Linked DNA regions of Mus musculus: region 1 is linked to region 2. A link is a contact called in public Hi-C data. All regions are on one chromosome and are shown on one strand. Each heading gives the region's core, a stretch centred on a gene start, on an enhancer-like site or on the middle of the called end of the contact. The rest is flanking DNA. Distances are from core to core; before and after follow the strand shown.

Evidence for each region. A called contact is a pair of places that touch in the nucleus more often than the background predicts.
Region 1: a contact with region 2 is called in a Hi-C map of cerebral cortex, with 3 times the contacts expected there. The contact joins two enhancer-like sites. A contact is called at or near these places in 1 of 39 promoter capture datasets (hippocampal neurons), 11 of 484 Hi-C or Micro-C datasets (2-cell embryo, cerebral cortex, cortical neurons and 5 more) and 1 of 115 datasets of contacts at active chromatin or transcription factors (PVALB interneurons).

Annotation. Positions count from the first base shown.
Region 1 is chr14:23,980,860-23,984,038 of GRCm38.p6, forward strand. All of the region lies in intron 1 of Kcnma1 (potassium large conductance calcium-activated channel, subfamily M, alpha member 1), which reads right to left. Among named protein-coding and RNA genes, the nearest start is that of Kcnma1, 22 kb to the right of the region's middle. Within about 2 kb of position 1,507, at least 24 of the 459 cell types and tissues checked have an H3K27ac peak or open chromatin away from gene starts, as enhancers often do. A contact at or near this core is called in cerebral cortex and cortical neurons, where this site is marked.
Region 2 is chr14:23,896,763-23,900,240 of GRCm38.p6, forward strand. The region is part of intron 1 of Kcnma1 (potassium large conductance calcium-activated channel, subfamily M, alpha member 1); the gene reads right to left. Among named protein-coding and RNA genes, the nearest start is that of Kcnma1, 110 kb to the right of the region's middle. Within about 2 kb of position 1,384, at least 16 of the 459 cell types and tissues checked have an H3K27ac peak or open chromatin away from gene starts, as enhancers often do. A contact at or near this core is called in cerebral cortex and cortical neurons, where this site is marked.

The DNA.
Region 1 (3,179 bases), core at 257-2,756, 84 kb after region 2:
AGGTAACCTTCTCAGCCTGTGTACCTGAGGTCTGGGGTTAGGTACCCTGTATGAACAAAAGGCTTCCATTGCAAAAAAAAACAAAACAACAAAAAAAAAATAACATCTTACCCATGTTTCCAGTTTCAAATAGGGGTATCATTTCTTTACAGCCAAGAATGACCTTGAGCACGGCTCTCAGTAACCCTCCCAACAGCAAGGGGCCCTTCTAGGCCATTTACTCCTTGGAAGACAAAGTTGTTGGTTCTGACTCATTTCTGGAAACTCCTTACCTTCTACCCCAACACTGCACATAAACAGACAATGGGGATTCAATAATTGTTTATTGTGCAAACAAAATACAAATGGCCTGGAGCTCTTGCTTACACACTAAGACTGAATTTTTCACTGTCCTGGCTCATTTTCTACCTTCTGAGGTAGCTGCTATTATGACCTCAGGTGATGGACCTCAGCTACTGAGCACCTATCCTTCAAGGGTGCCCCTTAACCCATCAGAAGCAATGTGGCCAATGTTGGAGCTCTACCAACTCTGGCTTCCTACAAGTGGGCTAGCTCTATATACCTCCAGGCTCTCTGTGACACTCTCCACCTCTCTTCAATGCACCCAGTGCTCCATTAAAGAACTCTGAGTTTTTCTGGCCTTGAAGCAATCCTCTTTTCTAAAAACCAGACACAACAGGGCAGTCAATGAAGCAAGAAGACTTCTGAGGCTTTGGGGCTGATTTGGGCAGGCAAGGGGGCACCCCTTAGGAGGCAGCTTGGCTGCAGACTGGCACATGGGTATGCACAGAGAAGCTAATTATCAGTCAGACTCCGCAGCTCACCTCTGCTCTCCTATTTCCCATTGTGTAACAAAGCCCAGCATGGCTTCATCTCCAACAGGATGTTTTTGTTCGGGCTAACATCACCCCCTCCATCCAAGTAGCTGCAATTCGACTTAGTACAGTGCAAGGAGGAACTTGGCCTCTTTCAGGGATGGCGGGTGGCTAGCTGGACAGAGGTCTCTTCATGGTGGGAATAGGGTGGAGAAGAAAACAAATTTGTGGTTCCATCAAATACAGCTGAAGGCTGTCTGCTGGTGGGAACAGCTATCCTACACTTTAAAAAGGCACATAAAACAGCCTTTCTTCTGAGCAAGTCAAGCTTGAGACACTTCCAGAATATTCTGCCAAGCTACCAGTAAATGGGGATAAGGTAGCTTTGGAGTTCCACCCTCAGGTCACTCACACTCCCTGCTAATGCCTAAGGTCAGGAGAGAGTCTTGCCTTCTTAAAGCCCGTGGTCTGGTGAAGGTGGTCTAGAACAACGGTACTCTGACTTCCAGAAGGGATCCGATGCCCTGAAAGCTCAAGAAGCCTCCGACAACAAGGGGAATCACCACCCAGAAGAGAAATGTAACTAACATGGAATATCTGTGAGTGATTGCAGAATATGCATCTGTTCTCTGACTCACTCGGCGCCTCCTAAGTACCCATTTGTGTCATGTCACATGTTCAGTGCTGAGAACAGTGAGACAAATAAAGATGCACATCCTGCCTGGCTCTGCATCCCGTAGTCCAGAGTGTGGAGTCCACACCGGGTCCCATCAGGAGCTTACAATCTAGCCGGATCCCTAAGCACAGGAAGTGCTCTGGAGTCCCAAGGACATGCCTCATCCTCGCCTACACAGTGCTTGCCAGGAGGTGGCCTCAAGTCAACTTCAGCTAAGTGCTACCTTGTGCCTGTATACACATTGACGGTTATTGCCATCTTTTGAGCCCATCTTCCATGCTGCATGAAACTCTGTGGTCTTCCTGCTATAGCTACAGAAAGAGGGAGTTCAAGGAGGGCTGGCAAAGACCAGCCAGCTCCCTGGCAGAGGGAGAGAGAACTAATCCCAGGTACCTACCTATGTTTCCTTACCAGCTCAGCACACAGATGAAAAAGAAGACCCTATTCATGTCTTACACAGCCTCACCTCCACCGCAGGCTTCCCCGAAGGCAGTGTGAGTAACACTCTTGAGACCCTCTTCCCAACCTGGCCCAAATGTGGGGCAAGAAACCCAGGAGCAAAATATTTGCTTAATTCAGAGAGTGGCAACATCAACCTGACATGAAACGGAGCTGGAGGTGGGGAAGAAAGTCTTCCGGGAATTCAGTGTACAGAAACAAGTTTTGTGAGTCTCCGTACACATAATCCCCAACAAAAAAGCAAAGTTTAAGGACAAATACCAGGTGCTATGCAAACCTTGCAGCAGGTGCCTGACCCAGCTCTGTGAGTCAGAGAGAGATTCCTAAGTAGGGCACTCCCTGATTCTTCCTTGCCTGGATGGCCCAAGGGTCCTTCTGCCCCATTCCCTTCTCCTCAGAACCCACGGGAACACAGCTCCTGAGGCACACAGGGCCAGGTGGCCCTTCTTACTCTGGTGTCCAGACTCTGGAACCTAGAAAAGATCTATCCTGTGGAGAAGTGCCTCTGCCCTCTAAAGCCTCCCCCCCCACCCCACCCTGCCCCCTTTGCAGTTGTCTCCATCTGTCTGAGAACATGGAAGGTGGCAGCACTGGACAGACCATTCGGGAGGAAAAACTCAAAATTCACACAAAACACAGGTGCTGTGTAGAGTCACGGGAGCTTCAGAATCGTGGGATGCAGCCATCATTCGGTAAACTGAGGCTTTCGAAAATAAACCCATCTAGAGTGAAGTCTTTGAAACAGAGTTTCACGTCGCCCAGACCGGCCTTGAACTCCTGATAATTCCATCTCCGCTTTCCAAGTGCTGGGATTATAGGCACATTCCACCACACCGGTTTATAGGATGCTGGATGCTAAAGTCAGGTTTGCATGCATGCTAGGATTCTGCCAACTAAGCTGGGCCCCTGCCCTAAAGGGAGGAGGTGTTTTGTAGTCTCAACTTTTTCCTCTCCTCTCCCTACAGTCCCTCCTTCCTCTTCCTAGAGTGGTAGCGAGTGTAGGGTCAGGGAAAGAGGCATCTCCATTTTCCTTTTGCCCTAAGCTCTGGCTCTACTCTTAATGCCCAGAGAACAGTGCCCACCTTCCTGCTGGCCTTTAGATGCCAAGTTTCCCGCTAGCCTTCCTTCCTAGCCTTGTGACCCTTTAATACATACAGTTCCTTAGGCTGTGGGGACCCCAAGCCACAAAATTATTTGATGATACTGATGTAACTGTGATGTAAATATCT
Region 2 (3,478 bases), core at 134-2,633:
ACCGTGTTACAGCAGTCATCCTTCCCAGGGATGGCTCCTTGCTAACACCTGTCTGACAATCAAGGCAACCTAGCATCCTGAGACCCCACGCTAAGACAAGAAAGACAAGGAAGTCCTTAAGCTAAGATGATAGGTGCAATCTGGAGCACGTCCTTGGTCCTTTGAGGACCTGTTTCTTCCTCCAGTGGGGCTGCTATACAGGTTGAGATGGCTTCAGTTTGATCCTGAGCCCCTGTTCCTCTATTCCCTCCCCCCAGGACCGGGCAGTATTCTGCTTTGGAGTTCTGCTTCCATGCCTGTCCTGCCTGCTTTTCAGGTTCACGGCTACAGACTGAGATTTAACAAGCTCTAACGAGGTTGCATGCATGGCTAAAACCCTCCAACAGTGCTCCTAGTACTGACATGGACAGCCAACCTCCTTACTGTTGCCTACAAAGATCTATAAAAACAGCCCCTGGAAACCTCCTAGCATAGCACCATGGGCTGCACACTTCACTCAGAGATGTGTCTGTGCAGTGTGAAAAGAGCAACTGCTTTCCATCCTACCTCAGGACCTTTGTACAGACTGGTTCTACTGAGAGATTCTTCCCTCCAATTTCTACTGGGCTGGCTTCCTTTCCAGATATCTCTTCCTCAGAGAGGCCTTTCCCACCGTCAGGAAATATTTTCCATTACTCCATACCTTGCTGGCTGTCTTTCCAGAGGTTAATAGAAACTGACATTGCCACCAAAAAGCCACCCCCACACACACACACTGCTGCCTAATGTTCTGTGGCATGCGCTGTATCTAGTACTTTGCCCAGTGCCTAGAAGGAACTTGGTGTGTGTTGCCTGTATGGGGGGGGGGGGGCGCAGGGGAGTGAGAAATCCCTGAAAAAACATAAAGTCCTCCTAAGAACTAGCCAAATGGTTCAAAGACAGAAAGGCATCATGGAATAAAACAAGCAGCCATAGGCTGGCTATGTGAGGCCTTTGAACCAGCAAGAGAGCCACATGGAGGCTTCACCCCTGCTGGGGCTACCCTGTTCTATCCAGCTACGGAAGCTGCACAGCACACACAGCACTTGACTACTGTAGCTCCAGTACTGTTGAGCCGCTGAGCATCCTCCTGGGAACCAGAATGGGGATCCCAGATTCACCAGCAAGGCTGACTCCCTCTCCCCACCCTCCACCCCCACCCCAATCCTTGAGTGGCACCCACCTGCATCTGGCTACTTCTAGCAGAGCTTCCTTCCTGCCACCAGCCTGGGCCCTGCACAACCTCAGTGGGCGGGCTTGTGATTCACAGATGGCCTGTCATTCTCAATGCTAGCAGCACACACCAGTTTGCCTATCTTTAGATGTTCCACAGACTGAAAAAAAAAATCAATTTACCTGCCTGGCACGCAGGCTAGAAGCCTCCTGATAACATCAGTGAGCAATACGGGGCTTCCCCTCGGTATACCCTGGTACATCAGGCTCTCTGCGAGGTTCAGAGGGAAAGACAGTGCTTCTGTCTGAGGTCCAGCAGCCCCCACTCTACCCCAAGGCATGTTATTCTGTCCTTTGGAACTAGCCAAGTCTCAGGGGAAGAAATAGACAGAGAGTCAATCCTGGACGTACCAACAAGGGAACAAAAGTCATTCTCCATGCCCACCCACCCAAGCTGCCCACTCTTCTGCCACAGGATTTTTGTGGAGTCACATTAGACCAGGTCACCCCAAGAGTGTGGCTTTGGTATCCTCTTTAGGGCCTGGATCAGCTAGAAAGGAAGTGGGTGCCCAAGGCAGGCCCTTGAAGCTTTCTGCCTTTCCTAACACTGCAGTTTAGAAAACCTCAGGTAGGTTGGGCAAGGTGAGATCCTGGATGTGGGAAGGGAAGTAATCTAAGATGCTCAGGGCTAACAGGTGTCAGACCTTTGCTATTCCTCCCAATAAACACTAGGTACCAGCTTAATGAGCAGAACAAGGCAAAAGAGAAGCTGGGGAGCATGCGCTAGGAACAAAGGAGACCTGCCCCTGCAAAGCTGCACCACCTCTATACTGCTTTTGCATCTTCCAATTCCCTGTGCTTAGCCTTTTGGATGTCCTTGACCTCTGATCTTTATCCCATGCACCCACATGTAGAAGCCATTGTTACAGACATGGGAGACATGTTCTCTATGTTGTTCAGGGACGCGGCCTGAAGCTCTGCCCCTATCTGCTTCTTTCTGACCTCAGAAGGGACTCACTGGGACTCTTCAGCATAGAGGCCAAAGAGTGCTGGCTCCCATCTGGGCTGTCAGCAGAACTCTGGAGCTAAGGAGACATTTGTGAGAATATACAGAAGGCCCACATTTGTTTCCCTAATCCAAAGACAGTGTTTTTTAAAGGCATGGGGGCAAAGGGTAACTTGCAACTGTTGTGCCTATTAGTCAAGATGCCGTGAAGGGATGCAGGCCATCTGTGCAGATCTTCAATCATTTTTGTTAGAAAAGTGAACAACCCAGATATTGTATCCAAAAACTTTGGTCCATAAATGGAAATGATGAATTTAAAAAACAAACAAACAAACAAAAAACTAACTGTGCCAAGAACACCAATCTATTTGCAGAACCTGAGTTTGTTCCCTGTGAAGCAGAGTAGGGTGTCAGTGGTCCTAGGAAGATCAGAAGACTTCCTTCTCCTCTATTTCTCCTTAGGGAGGTCTTCCTGGCTGTAGTCTAAACATACAGCTCTAAACCAAGATGACAGCCAGCAATCATGGCTCCACTTACTTGAAGGTTGGAAACAAACCTAAGGGGAATCATCACAAATCACACTGTAGGTGCCATGGCCCAAGTCCCAGGGCTCGCCTCGCCTCATGCTGGCCCCTACTCAAGACTGGCTCCTCCCCATCCCAGCACTCAGCAGCCGCACCATCAGATCCTCCTGTACATACCCTACTTCCAGGGCCCACGCATCCACTTAAGCACCCACCAGCTGGGAACCACACAAGGAAGGGTGGAGTGTTCCATCTCCCAACCCTGCAGCCAGACCCAGAGCCTGTGGATCACAGGTGCAGCTCCAAGCAGAACCAAGTAACTCAATCAAAAAGCAAATGATCTCTGAACCCCAGCCCGAAGAGAACCCCATACAGCCAAGGGTTCTGGGGAGACCAGATTTTACAAGTGACACATATTGAGCTAATCTCTCCATTGAAGGAGATTCCATCCTGCTGCCCTACAACACCATCTTACCTCAGCACTCTCAGGCTTGCTTCCTCCTCTGACCACAGTAGCCCTCACAATAGCTTATGGGACGCAAAGGCATCCTCGTATGTTCAGTGCTCCCCATTCCTGTTTCAGGGGTCCCTTTGTGTCTTCCCCATGGACCACATCTTGTCTTTTTTACCCTGTTCCTACCACTGGAACCCCAAGCTCTCCAAGGCAGGACTGTCTGCATTACTCTCGGCTGTGTCCAGTGCCTCTGACAGGCTCAAACACACACACACACACACACACACACACACACACACAGAA